2 separate regions of the Mus musculus genome follow, and region 1 is linked to region 2. The links are chromatin contacts, called in public HiChIP or PLAC-seq maps. All regions are on one chromosome and are shown on one strand. The core of a region is the stretch at or near the end of the contact, and the rest is flanking DNA. Distances in the headings are between cores, read along the strand shown.

Evidence for each region. HiChIP or PLAC-seq counts read pairs in DNA pulled down with a chosen protein or histone mark.
Region 1: a contact with region 2 is called in an H3K4me3 HiChIP or PLAC-seq map of craniofacial prominence, with 2.6 times the contacts expected there. The contact joins the promoter of Cnksr1 here to the promoter of Dhdds in region 2. A contact is called at or near these places in 9 of 39 promoter capture datasets (the 3T3-L1 cell line, the C10 cell line, the HPC-7 cell line and 4 more), 1 of 15 datasets of contacts at CTCF or cohesin (large pre-B cells), 4 of 484 Hi-C or Micro-C datasets (CD8 central memory T cells, bone marrow-derived macrophages, embryonic stem cells and 1 more), 6 of 115 datasets of contacts at active chromatin or transcription factors (bone marrow-derived macrophages, craniofacial prominence, embryonic stem cells and 3 more) and 4 of 9 other capture datasets (adipose tissue, liver, macrophages and 1 more).

Annotation. Positions count from the first base shown.
Region 1 is chr4:134,232,099-134,239,800 of GRCm38.p6, forward strand. It overlaps Cnksr1 (connector enhancer of kinase suppressor of Ras 1), which reads right to left and starts at 6,301. Exons shown (of 21, transcript NM_001081047.1): 1 at 6,159-6,301; 2 at 4,062-4,219; 3 at 3,773-3,954; 4 at 3,011-3,095; 5 at 2,572-2,613; 6 at 2,391-2,495; 7 at 1,770-1,829; 8 at 1,604-1,666; 9 at 1,188-1,289; 10 at 1,042-1,103; 11 at 896-954; 12 at 649-755; 13 at 540-570; 14 at 1-115. The coding sequence starts at 6,210.
Region 2 is chr4:133,997,108-134,003,807 of GRCm38.p6, forward strand. Dhdds (dehydrodolichyl diphosphate synthase) reads right to left here and starts at 3,775. Exons shown (of 9, transcript NM_001362959.1): 1 at 3,618-3,775; 2 at 3,162-3,286. The coding sequence starts at 3,224. Lin28a (lin-28 homolog A (C. elegans)) reads right to left here. Exons shown (of 4, transcript NM_145833.1): 4 at 6,223-6,700.

The DNA.
Region 1 (7,702 bases), core at 5,051-7,550, 240 kb after region 2:
CAGCGTGGGCCCATAAAGCCACCGGGTACCTTCCGCAGTAGAAGCCATCCATCACAATCCGGCAGACCCAACTCTCGGCAGGACACCCGGCGGCGGCTCAGCCTCGTGGCTATACCTGCCTCAACACAGCAGACCCTGTTGGTGAGGGGCTGACAAGGATCCTTCGCTAAGTCTACCTGCCCCCATAGAACTCCCCAGCAGAACCGAGGGCATGCTCTGGGCTTACAATGATGTTACAGACATCCTCAGGTAGAGTGGCTTTGACTGGAGAAGCTGGGCATACAGCTTGTGGTAGAGGACAGAGCTCTGTGTTTTATACACACACACACACACACACACACACACACACACGAGAAAATTGACAATCAGAGGGTGCTTTCTCACTGTCTCAGAGGTAGCAAGAGGCCTAGGCTAGAAGCAGGGGTCCGAGTTGCCAGAAAAGGCTATTGTGTAGGTAGCTCATGTGTGCAGTGAGGGGTCACACCCAGCCCTGTGAAGATTTCTAAGCACCCCCCTCCCTCAGCCAGGGCCTCTTATACCTTTAGATTTCTTCCGACCAAGGATGGGACTCTGAAAAGACCACAAAGAGCTTAGAGACGTGTCTAGATCCAGAGCCCACGCCCCTCCCTGCTGAGTCCTCTTGTTTACCTTGTCAGGGTGTCCCGAAGACTCCAGAGGTTCTGCTGTTTCTTCTGGAAGTACGCCTGGTGGTCCAGGGGGAGTGGGCGGGGACTGAGCGTCAAAGGAGGTAGAGTCTGTCAGGCAGGGAGGAGGGAGAGGGAAAATCCATGAGTTTAGGCCCAGGCCTGCAGGCAGAAATGTCAGCATGGGGAATTGGTTGGGCACTCTGGTGGCCTTCCCAGAGCATGAGCCACCTGCTGAGGCTGTCAAGTACCTGTCCAAGCAGGGCTGGGTCCAGGAGTTCCATCTGCTAAAAGACCTTCAGACGGAACCCTGTGGAGAGCAACGGGATATAAGATGGGATATAAGATGAGCCCGTGGTCCTTGCTTCAAGACATACCCTAAGGGAGAGCTTGTTACCTGGGAGACGGTGGGTTCAGGGGCAGCGATTGGCTTAGCAGGTGAGGAGAGTCCAGGGACGTCTGGGAAGCAACCAGAAACAAAGTGATGGAGGTGACCAAGAGAGTCTGAAAGCAGATGTGTGTGTGGGAGTGCAGAGCAGGTACCTGTGAGGGGGTCTCTGGCACGGGAATCTTCTTCAGTACCAGGCTGACCTTTGCTGGTTCCCTCAGCAGCTCCCTCAGCATGTTCTTATGGGACCAGCCCACCTGGAAAACGGGGAGGCTGAGTTGGAGGGTTCTGCAGCAACCCCACACCCTTCCTTCCCTCTCAGAGCTCCCTGTCAGGTCTCACTTGCTTCTCACCACCTTCAGGGAGCTTCCAGGGAGCCCTTTAACCGAGTTTAACCGAGATCCCACCCAGCAGCAGTCGCCATGCGACCTTTCTGTGTTGGCTCACGTCACGCCAGGCAGCTCCCACAGCCCTGGTCTTCACAGGACCCTCGGGTGACTTCCCCGCTCTGCCATCGACCTCCCTCAGTGTCCCTCATCTCCAGACTGCCCGCTCTTTCTCCACCACTCACCACCACCTGCTCATTGACCTGGACAATCTCGTCTCCTGGCAGGATCTGGGAGCTGGTGGCAGCCTGGGGTGAAGAACGGGGCTCAGAGAATGAGGCTTTCCTGGGGCTTGAAGCTGCCATGGCCTCCAGGATAGTCAGGGGTAGCAGGGGTGCTTGAGGCTCTTACCTGAACCCCTACTCGGGACACAAAGTGCAGGCAGTTGCTGGTGGTGTGAATTTCTAGACCCTGTAGAGAGAGAGCCAAGTCAAGCAAAGCTTGGCTTCAGCAGAGGCAGTGAGCAGGACTGAGCAGAAAGGGAACAGAGCCCCACGATGTCATTTTCCTAACTGCTGTGTAACTTCAGGTTTGTGGTCCCCATCTCTTACCCCCCATAAGGCCACAGGGCAACCCTGTCACTGATTTCCGAGTTGAGTCTCAGAAGTTTCATGAATGGAGAACGGGATGGTATGGAGCTGGGGGTAACGGGGAGCAACTCTGATTTTCTCGACTGTTGTTTCTGGTTGTTTCAAGTGTAAGCATCCTCTCTCATCTCTATTAATCTGTCTCCTCTCCCCCCACCCCCGAACCCTGCCAGGGCTGAAATGTGCTGCCCAAGCCACACAAAAGCCCCTGTGTTTGGGAAAGGTACCCAGGAATGGTGAGACCTCAAGCAATTCCTCTGGGTCTCCATATAAACACCTGTACCCAGACTCATCAATACAAGGTGTCGGGGCTCCGGAACCATGTTTCAGGGCTCGGGCAAGGCTGCCAGGGGTCTGCAGGAAGAGGTTAGGAGTCAGAACTCACGGAAGGGTCGTCCACCTGCACCGACTCCAGCACGGCCTTCTGTTCCAGCAGCTCCTCTGGGCTGCAGCTCAGGATGTTGTGACAGATCCCAGCCACGTGGCTGCACTAAGGGAGGACTGCAGGTTGTCTGGCTGCATCTGATTCCATACCCTACACCTCCCCACCCACTCGGGACACTCACAATCCTTAGGATGTTTCGTTCCTTCTCAGCCTCTGGGCAGTCCTGAAAGCAGGGAGCACAGCCCCCCCTTTAGAATGGAGTGGGGAGCACCTTCTCCCGAGAACACAGGCTCCTCCCTTGCTTTCTCTACACTGGTCTTCTTGTTAGAACTATAATGGTCTCAGAGTTTCAACTCCAAGGTTTCATTCCGGACACCTGACTCAACAACAGTCACTAAACATGTCCTAGCCTACCACCCTTCCCAAATGTTACCCGAGCTTCTGCCAGGGAAATCCTATGACCCATCCTATGACCTGTTACCCCATACCCAGAGACAGGCTTCTTCTCTTCTTGCTCACCACAACCCCCTCCCTCTCCAGCTCTCACACCCAATCTTAATCTGATTCACAGTTTATAAAAAGCTCTGGGGCCTAGACCAGCCTGTCCCCTGTCCCCATACCTCCTGCAGGACTTGGCCCAGCTCCCCGCACAGCACGCCAATCTCCTGGCAGGCAGAGAAGTCATTTAAGTGAGAGAAGAGGTACCTGGCAGGGGAAGGACAATGACGATGTTGGACATAATTGTCACCTGAGAATTGGAGATAATGCCTATCTCGGGTGGGACAGGACTTTGTTGTCCTATATGTACCAGGCCCTGTTGTAGGCACCAGGCAGACAGCCATTAAATAAAAAGCTATAGGAGTAATGATTTAACTTCAACTGTTCTGGGCATTACAAATGAGCTGTAAGAGTGTTACACGGGGAAGGCATCCATAAGGAGGTGATATTTGAGGTAAGATACATAGGACAGGCAATTGTTCTCTATTGGTTGAAGGACCAGGGAGATTATTCATTGGTAAAGATGTTTGCCTCTAAAGCTGACAACCTGAGTCTCTAGGCTCAGTGCCTGGGACGCCATGGTGGAAGATGAAAACCAACCCTTGCAAAAAATGCTCTGACCTTCACCACACTACTTTGTGCACACACACACACACACACACACACACACAGGTCCAACAAGCAAACAAAAACTCAACTGTTGATAAAATCATTCAGGTGACAAGCTCTAGGGTGGGTTGGGGAGCAAGGTGGCCCCTTGTCCCTGCTCAGATCTGCTCTGACATATCAGATCTACAGCCAAGTACTGTTTTTCTGCCCCAGACCCTAGAGGACACCAAGGAAGAGAAAAGCCTGATTAGTCACTAGTCACCCATCCCTAGTACCCGTTGAGCCAAGAGAGGAGGGCATGGGCTTCCCGCACCAGCTCCACCGCAGCCTTGAGGACGTCAGCCGGTGTCTCAGCACAGTTGCCCAGAGAGCCTTGGACCAAGCTTTGGAAGGCCTGGGTCCTTTCCAGCAGCCCCTGAGCCAGGCTCTGCAGGTTCTCTGTCTGTAGATTAGAGCCCTGCATCAAAAGAGGGTATATTACTACATCTGCCCTGGCCACCAGCCCACATGGGCAAACCCCTAAGCTGGTGGATGCGACCGCCGGTGCGGGCAGTGCTCACTCACCAGGGCCCGGAGCTGTTCCACCCCATCTAGAATGAGTTCCTGGTGGCCCAAAGGCCACACAGTCAGAGCCTCGAGGCTTTGGGGACAGAGCTGCAGCAGGTACTTCCCAGGCAGCTGCCAGTCCTCGAAGGGATAGTCCTGTAGGGCATCATCAAGGCCTGGAGCAGAAAGAGGTCAGCGTGAGGAAACAGGTGTCATTGTCATTCTGAGATTTTATTACATCAGAGCCCTTCCCCTCCTTCCTGTCCCTAATGACAACCCTGAGCCCCTGGCTTGATTCTGCCCTTCTCACAACTGATGCTACTGAGGTGAAAACCATAGTCGACAATGACTCTAGCACGTGTGTCCAACCTACCGACAGTGCCATCTACCAAATTCATGCTCAAATACCTTGACATATAGTGACCATCACACACAACAAACAGGGGCTGCAGAGATGGCTCAGTGGTTAAGAGCACTGACTGCTCTTGCAGAGGACCCAGGTTCTGCTCCCAGCACCCACAGGGTAACTCACAACCATCCGACAGCACTCTCAGGGTGCACATATGTACATGCAGGTAAAACACACACACACACACACACACACACACACACAAAGTAAATAGAATGTAAAATATAAATTAAATGGGACTGCTAGAAGTGCCTGCTTCTACCCATGTATTTTAGGTGATTGCTGGGCCACTCAGTCCAGAGTCAGGCAGCAAGCAGCAGCCATCACATTGCTGCCAGGCTGTCTACCATGACCTTACTTTGTGGGAGGCAATGTTTTGAGAACTTTACCCATAGTCGGGTATGGCGGTGGCGAATGCCTTTAATCCCAGCACTTGGAAAGAAGAGACAGGAGGATCCCCGAGTTCACAACCAGGGCTATACACAGAAACCCTGTCTCAACAAAACAAAACAAAACAAAACAAAACAAAACAAAACAAAACAAAACAAAACAAAACAAAACAAAACAAAACAACCACTTTACCCATCTGGCACCTTTGCTCTTCCCATTTCTAGAGGGTGGAGACCACCCATCATCGTCCCTGATACACTAATGCATACAGATGTAGCAGCTTGCTCATGCTTTGATGGAAAGCCTCCCATTTCAGGCCCAACTGCCATGGGGAATGTGTAGCCATTAGGTTCTCCTCCACCATTTCTCCTGTGCCATTACAAGGGCTGGATTGGGAATTCAGGACCCAGGGTTACTCGGACAATTTCATTCCCACGTTGAATGTGCTGGCCTGCCATCCTCCCTCCCAGAGGTCACAAACATTTGAGCAACGGAAGCTAGTCACACCACCATGGTCTCATTTTGACCGATTCATGAATAGAGAGGCCTGTGGTCACCTTCCTGGTGAGCGGTAGTAGCCACCAGTGTGGGGGAGTCAGCCTGTTGCTCTCCTGTCTGCTCACACAGAAATGCCTGAGCAGGCTCCAGCTACCCGCCCCCCCCCCACGCCCCTCTGAGAGCCTCCACACCCCGTCCTGCAGCCACACGCCCTCATTTTTCCTGAGTCTGACTGTGTTTGTGACTCTTGGTCACCTGGGGAGTGATCTTCACTCCTGAGGGTGGAGCTGTGTCACCCCTTCAGTATGACTAGGGTTTCTGTTTCTCTTACTGCCAACCTAAGGCTGAGAAAATGACACCCAGGGCCGGCCCTGTTCCAAGACTGAACAAATCACTTCCTGGCTCTGTGTATGTTTCTACTTCTGAAAAATGGGCTTAATAATAGCTCACAGGGCCCTGGGGCACTGAGAAGATGACGGAGATAAAGGGGGTGTGGGCCACTAGAGCCTCCCTGTTTTGCGTACTTATCACCGCACCTGTCTGCCGCCACCCTGGCGGGCGCTAGAACACCCCTAAAGTCTGGGAAAGACCCCTTCCTGCATCTTGGGCCCTCCAGTGTCGCCTGGCCTATCTCTGCCCTCACTGTTCCTGTATTGGGGACGCTGGTCGGCTGGTACAGGGTAGACGCTCTATAAATACCTGTTGACTCATAGACTCCGCAGGTTCTTTCTCCTTTTCCCTCCCTACTTTCTGGTCCAAGGGACACCGCACTAATCCCCTTGAGCCCACTTCGCCCCTGCCTCTCCCGATTCACCAACCTCTCAGCCAAGCTGCCACCTTCCCGGGGGTCCAGGCCTCCACGGGCTCCATCCTGAGCTCTGCCCGTAGCGTCCAGCCCCTGCAGGAATTTCCGCTCCCAGTCCGAGCCCGAGCCCGGAGGCCGCGGGGCTGGGCCAGAGCAGGCAGGGCGGGGCCGCTGCATACCTGGGCCCACGTGGCCAACCAGGTAAGGCAGTGCCACTGCCATTGGTCCACCGCCTGTCTTCCTCCTGCCCTGCCCCTCTGGCATCCTAGGGCTTTGGCAACTAGGCAGTTGGACTCCTGGGCTGGCGCCAAGGGGTGTGTGACTCAGGCAGTCCGGAACTGGCATGGGATTCAACTCAAAACTGGCCTCACCAAGGAGGGAGGATCCCTATAAGTTTGACGTTAGCCGAATCTACATAGTGAGTTCCAGGCTAGCCAGAGCTGTGCATCGAGACTTTGTCTCAAATATCCACAAAACAAAAAACAAACTGGGCTCATATCCCAGCCGAGAGGACCCTGACCTCTCAGCACCCCACCCCCACCCCCAAAAAGAGTACTTGGTGAATGGTTGGCGCAGAAGCAAAGCGCAGGACTAGCCACTATCTACCCATCCCCGGGTCCCCGTGGTATCTATCTCATTATCGCCATCTGGAGTTGTTGCACAGACAGCTGACCTACTTTCAGTGCTCATTTCAGGGCATAACAGTCCTTGCTTCACGGGACATTTGCGAGCATCTGAACAAATGGTGGCTATAAGTGGCATCATCTCAGGATTCTGAAGGCTGAGGCAGGTGGATGGCTCACCTGGACTACAGAGCAAGCCCATTCCAAAACAAAACGAAACAGCAGAAACTGAGTAAATAAAAGCTGCACCGTGGACTCTGCCCCCTTTGACAACCTGTTGAGATTTAGAGGCCCTTTCTCAAAGTAAGACTTTAATCAATTCAGTTATTACTTATTTTAGGGCACAAAGGGCTTTTATTGGTTACCATAGTAAGTGAAGAGGAAGCACCCCAGCCATTCCCAAGACATTTGCAGATGTCAGCTGCCTCCTGAAAGCGCTTTTATTCTTTTTTTTTTGTTGTTTTTTTTTTTTTGTTTTTTTTTAAAGATTTATTTATTTATTATAAGTACACTGTAGCTGTCTTCAGACACTCCAGAAGAGGGCGCCAGATCTCATTACTGATGGTTGTGAGCCACCATGTGGTTGCTGGGATTTGAACTCTGGACCTTCGGAAGAGCAGTCGGGTGCTCTTACCCACTGAGCCATCTCACCAGCCCAGCTTTTATTCTTGCTACAATTTTTGAGTTGCTTTTCATTCTTGCTATGTTGCTCAGACTGCTCTACAACTCAGGGGTTCCAGTGATTTTCCTACTTTTGTTCCCCCCCCAAAAAAAATAGAGACCACAGTTTGCATCACAGAACCAGTTAGAATGATGCCTTTGTTTGTTTGTTTGTTTTTGTTTTGTTTTGGAGACAGGGTTTCTCTGTGTAGCCCTGGCTGTCCTGGAACTCACTTTGTAGAACAGGCTGGCTTCAAACCTGCCTCTGCCTCCC
Region 2 (6,700 bases), core at 2,525-5,024:
ATTCCTGTACGCTCTGCTCCACCTCTACGTGTGTGCTGTGGCGTGTATTTGCCTCCACGTACCATACATACGTACAAAGAAAGAGAGGCACACTAGATAATTGTTATGACAACATGTCAAGGTAAAATCTGAGAAAGAACTTGGTCTCCTTTCGTTTTCACTGTACACAGTGGGCAGTTCACTGACGCTTCTCCATCCTGGCATGTTATATTTGCCATATTCACCCCCCACCTCGCCCCATCAACCTTTCCAAGCATCCCTTCCTCCCCTCCTTTCCCCTCCACATCAACAGTAGTCACCTTAGGCTTTAACTTCTTGACCCCACCATTCCCACACAGGAAAGAAAACAGGAGACTAATGAGATAACCAATTCCATCTACTTTCCTATGAACTCCACGGTTTCCTTCTTCTTCACGGTTAAACAAACCACCACTGTGTTGATATACCACAGTTCTTTTTTTTTTTTTTTTTTTTAAAGATTTATTTATTTATTATATGTAAGTACACTGTAGCTGTCTTCAGACACTCCAGAAGAGGGAGTCAGATCTTGTTACGGATGGTTGTGAGCCACCATGTGGTTGCTGGGATTTGAACTCTGGACCTTCGGAAGAGCAGTCGGGTGCTCTAACCCACTGAGCCATCTCACCAGCCCGATATACCACAGTTCTTAAACTCCATTTCCTCACTGCAAAGCAGAGACTGACTAGGCAAGCTGGCCACTGTGACGACGAGCGAGCAGTACACTGGGCTGGCAGGCATCTGGGGGGGACAGACTGTGATGCTTTAGGGTACACAGGCATGACCTAGCTGGATCACGCCAAATCGACCTTTTATTTTCTGAGGAATTTCACACTGACTAGACTACATTCCCCTCAGCCATGTAGGAGGGTTCTCTTGTCCTTACCAAAGCCTGTTGTTTTTTGGATTTTTATGAAGACGTATTCTGACTCAGGTAAGACCGTTTTTTCTATAACTGTCTATGGATGAATCTGTGGCTCATATACGTCTGTGTCCCACACATGAGCCGGTCCTGGAGTCACACAGTGAGTGGCCCAGTGGGTGCTGGAAATTGAACCTGAGCCCTCTGCATGAACATCAGGTCCTCTTAGCAACGGAACCTCCTCTCTAGCTCTGTCTAACCTGATCTAAGTGAGTTTTGACTTTTATTTAGCTTGTACCTACACATACTAATACTTTTTTTTCAGTTACTTATTGACCCATCTGTGTCTCTTCGTTTTAAATCTGTTCAATTGATTTAACTCTTTGATTGACTCATCAGTTTGGTCATTAATTTTTTTTTAAGTACATTTATTTATTTAGTGTGAGTGTGTATGTGTGTGTATGTCTGCAACTGTGGAGGTCAGAAGACAGTTTTTAAGAGTCCGTTCTCTATAAGAAGACTGTGGTCCCAATCCCTTCAGTTGGGATGGTATGGCTTAGGGGATGATTTACAAATAAATATGGTCTTAGAAAGGGAAAAACAACAAAAAAAAGAAGCTTCGACTGAGGGATCTCTATCTCTCCTTTCTTCTTTTCTTTTCCTTTCTTTCTTTCTTTCTTTCTTTCTTTTTCTTTTTTCTTTTTTTTTTTTTTAAGAGACCAGACCTCTGTTTAGGCAGGGAATAGAAAGTGAGATGTCAGTAGAAGAAAGAACTCTGGGAAAGAAGGAGGGGAGAGCTTTGCTGGGAAGACATCATGAACAGGATGCGTGCACCTGAGTATAGGTGACCAGCCAGGTGGCACAAAGTAGGCTCAAATAAATGGCATAGTTTAAATTATATCTAGTCAGAGAAGAGCCTGGCTATATGACCAAGGTATTTGTAAATATATTTTGAAGCGGAGTCTTGTTTCTGGGAGCACGAGGGTGGGAGGACGAACCAGGGCCTGACTTCTACAGCTCTCTCCTTCTGCCATGTAAGCTGTGAGAGCCGAATCCAGGTTGCCACACTTGGTGGCAAGAACCTTTATCCGTTGAGCCATGAGCCATCTCTCACGCTCATCCCTCCTCTCTCCTCTGCCTTTGTCTCCTACACTTATTTTTGCCAACACGAGGCAAAGTTTCCTAAGGAGAGAGTTTTCATTTTTTGGACTCCCTGTGATTATTTGACATTTGTAGGTATGTGGAAATACAAGGCTTACTGACGCAAATTCACTGTTAAAACACTGCTCGACAGTCTGTATCTAAAAACTAAAGCCAGGCTGACTGGCTTGCATCCAAACCTCTCTCAGGCACAGAATATGACATGGCTGTGACTCCTGATGGGGGCCTTTGATGGTTGAGCTGGTAAAGGTACTTGTCCCAAAGCCCGATCCTGAAAGCTGTTCTCTGTACTCTAAATGTACACTATATATCACCATACTAAGATAAATAACGGACTGGCACTAGATATTGTGCCACGTTCTTTGTGTATTTCTTTTTTTTAATCCTCAAAAAAGACAAGTTTGTTAAGCCACATGGTTGGTAAATAACAGTTTTCCTCACGGATGTCTGTCTCTAGAGCAGATGGTTAAAGTTTTAACCATCAAAGAACCATTAACTCAGAAGACACTGCAAGGAGAAACCGATGGAAACGCTGGGGCAGTGGTTCTCAGCTGTCCTTATGCTGTGAGCCTGGGATATAGCGCCTCAGGTGCTGACTTCAACCATGAGAGTATTTGCACTGCTACTTTATAACTGCCATTCTGGTACTATCGGAAATCGTAATGTCAGATACCTGATATCCGACCCTGTGAAAGGGTTGTTCAACCTCTGAAGGGGTTGGGACCCACAGGTTGAGAACTACAACTCTAGTGAGACAAATTTCTGTTCCCTCCCATTCAGAGTCACAGTCTCTCTTCCTTTTTCAAACTCAGAGTCTTGTGAATACCAAGAAAGCACCTGACCAGTGAGCTCTTTTGACACTCTCAACGGCACAATTCAGTTTTCCAGAAGGAAAATCTAACAGTCTATGTGATCTAATGATATTAAGAGACCCTGATTGGCCTTAAAAAAAAAAAAAAGTCACACAGTACAATAAATACTAGAAATGCAGCCCTTCAAACTACATTATAATTTCAAGATTCTCTCTTTACTAAATTCTACTTCATTGGGATTGCTACAATTTAATAATGAACTACTCAACTATCCAAAAGGTCAACTTTTCCCCCGGGGTACTGCTCACCTTTATGATGTTAGCACAGAACCGTTCCCACAGTGACAGCTCTCCTTCTTTGATCCATGACATAGTTCTTGCTATGTCAGAAATCACACAAGAACAACAACAACAACAAAAAACAGCCAGATAACCTTGAATAAATGAAAAGAGAGAGAAGTCATCCTTGCTTGCAATAAAACTGACTAAAGAGACTCTGCTGGACTGTGGCAGGCAACACGCGTCTGAATCCAGAGACTGTTCTAATCCGCTCAGGCCTCTACAAGCCAACGGGAGACCTTTGGAGCAAGGTAGTTCCCACTTTCTTATCCTTACGTGCACTGATTTCTTCCAAATATCCTGCCACATCATGGTACCTACATCTTGCTTGGTCAATCCCCACAACTTCCTTCTCTATTGCCCCGCAAACCATTGCTCACTCTAAGCTAACCAATCACTACCCTCCTTGGATGCCGCATCTGTTACCTCAATGGTCACTCTCCCGGCTGGACTTTAGTGTTTCCCGCAGCTAACTCCACATCCAGCTTCCCCTCCTCTGGGTCTCTGTGTTTACTCCCCACCTAGGACGCAGGAGAAGGCGCTTTTCCACCACTCCCGGGCGACTTACGACTTGGCGCTGAAAGAACACGTCACCTCTACGTGATTGGCTCCGCCTCCTCCGTCCGTGGTGGGCGGGGCCGCCCCTGCGTACTCGGGGGCGGAGCGGTGCGAGTTCTTGCGAGTTGGCTATTGGTGGCCGCTCTCGCGGGGCGTGGAAACAGCGCCTGGGAGGCCGAGGTCACGTGAGCCGATACTCCTACCTCTTGGGTCTCCTATTGCAAGCCCTGCACGTTAGGCGAGTTGAGCCTGAGGGATCGAGATGTGTTCGGCCCACGCATTTGCGTGGTCTCAGGTGTTGTGGCAGTTTGTTAGGGAGAGAGGATGCGGTTGCTCCACCTCAAAATTGAGTTTCTCTATGGATGATCGCAGTGCTTATATTATGGGAGACACGGTAATGTCGTATTTTGACAGTCCTCCTACCTCAGTCTCCCCAACTGCTGGGGATATGGACGTAAACCATGGAAGTGAACTGCGTTTATTTAAAAATTTGTCTTGGGCTGGAGAGGTGGCTCAGAGTTTAAGAGTACCGACTGCTCTTCCAGAGGTCCTGAGTTCAATTCCCAGCAACTACATGGTGGCTCACAACCATCTGTAATGGGATCTGATGCCCTCTTCCGATGTGTCTTAAGACAGCGACAGTGTACTCACATACATAAAATTAATCTTTAAAAAAACAAAATTGTCTTAAAAGTGTTCTTTTAGCCGAAACTGATGGCACGTCGTCACTGAACTCAGCACTCAAGGCTGAGGCCATTTGAATTAGTTAATGTCTTTTCTGCTACGTAGTAAATTTAGTCACCCTGATCTAGGGGATACTGTCTCCTCAAAAAATTCTGACGTGTTTTTTTACTTGTCGCCTTTTAATGCTGCTAACGCATCAGAAGGGTTTCTTGCGCTGGTCACTTTTGGGGAGCGATGCAAAGCAACTTTATAATTTGCAGATTCCGAAGACCCACGTTAATGAACTTAGGAGGACAAGTCAGAAAGAGCTTTACTCTTAGGACTTCCAAAACCACAATCCGTAGCATTTGGGAATAGAGCCCTAGTGGTAGAGTTCTTGCCTAGCAGGCTAGAAGCCCTGGGTTCAGTTTCCAGCCCAGTATAAAAAAGCATGGTGGCAGCGAATGCAGGGCAATCAGCAGTTTAGGTCACCTAGGGCGTTTGAGGCTAGCGTGGCCTACACAGGAAAACTCAACCTCAAAACTAAACAAAAATAGAAACAATCTTAAACATACAACAAAACACCATAAGCCACTTGTGGAGAGCTTTGGGGGTCAAGCAAGAACTCAAAAGCATTAGCTGTATAGCTAGTCTGAAGGACTTTTAGATACCTAACAGAACAAACTTGGGCCTGGACTGGGCTTCGGGAAACTTGCCTCCTCAAAAGTATTATCATCATCATCCATTGTCTTGCCTCTTGATGTATTTAATGATACAGGGAAGAAGTTGTTCTGCTTTCACACACACACACACACACACACACACACACACACACACACACACACACACACACACAAGCCAAAAAACTGAACTTTCAGTATCTGATGCAACTAGTATTTCTTTCAAATCATACTTGCATCTGTAATAGGGTTTCACAATTCCAACGAACCTTTTTTTTTTTTTAAAACTTTTGCCCCGTAGGCTCAATGACACAGGGTAAGATGTCACCTGTCGAGCTTTACCTGAGGAAGGCACAAAACGTGCATGACTCAACAAAGCTGTAGAGATGAATGGCCCATTCATCAGCTCTCACTTGTCCTCCCTTTGTGAGCCCTGAAGCTTCTGCCAATAACACCATTTTCTCAGGAAGACCTCTTAGCTCACAGAAGCCTAGTAGTTAGCGACGCTGGGTTTTAACTTTTGGTGCAATTAGCTAAAGGGTCACAACCCCCCTGCTCTGGTAACAGTTTGAGGATTTATTTAATCCACTTTCGGTTAATACTTACGTTTCCCTTTGGTAAAGTATCCCCCCCCAACCCCTCCCTTTGGAAAAAAAATCGTCCTGTAAGCACTCACTAGAAAGTTAGCAAACTGTATCACAAAATATTGGTTTATAGTGGGAGACTCTGCTTGGGCCTCAATTTCTCCGGTTCTGTATGGGACTTTCCTTTTGGGGGTGTTGCAAAGGGTTAATTAGGATTTGTAAAGGGCTTTGAGGAGTAAAGGACAAAGTATTATTAGGGTCTCCTGCCCTAAGCCCTGGCCCCAGCCTTTCATCCCAGCAGAGGCATAGGCAGCCCCATTCTTCTGCATGCCAGGCCTCTAATCCCCTGTGAATGTGGCAGCTTCCAAGGAAGGGACAAGAGGCCTTAACTAGAAACAAAAATCCAGAGTAATGAGGTGCTACAAGGGCTGAACTTTCAAGATTCGTCCCTAACAAAGTGGGAAAACCATAATGGTCCTGTGACTTCCCAATCCGCTCCGAGGTGGGGATTATGCGCCAGGAAAGCGTCCTAAGCATCAGAGAGACCAGTACCAACTCTGGAGTACCAATAAGTCTTTATTTTCCCAGGGAAGAGAAGGGAAGGAAAAGTCAGCATGTGTCACAGGATGATTATACGATAGGAATACAAGGGCCCGGGTACAGTAAAAATCAACTAGGAAATAAAACACCCCAGGCAGGGGTGGGGGTCATCCAAGCCCCGGGGGGTGGGGGGCCTTAGTCTCCTGCAGTTCAGGAAAGAGATGGGGAAAGGACAGACAAGTACACCCTTTCCCACCCTCCCCATAAATTCAAGATTTCTCACAAAGCTTTGGTTTCTAGCAGTAAACATGGAGATACATTCGTCCGTCTCCTAGTAACAATCTTGTGGCCTCTTTGACATAAGTTTCTTGCACCGGCATTAAGTTCCTGAGTGACTCACTGTACATTCATAGTCCCTTTTCTGGTGTCCAGATTCCAACTTTCTACATGGAAGGCCCCACAATTGCTTCTCTCGACCTAAGGG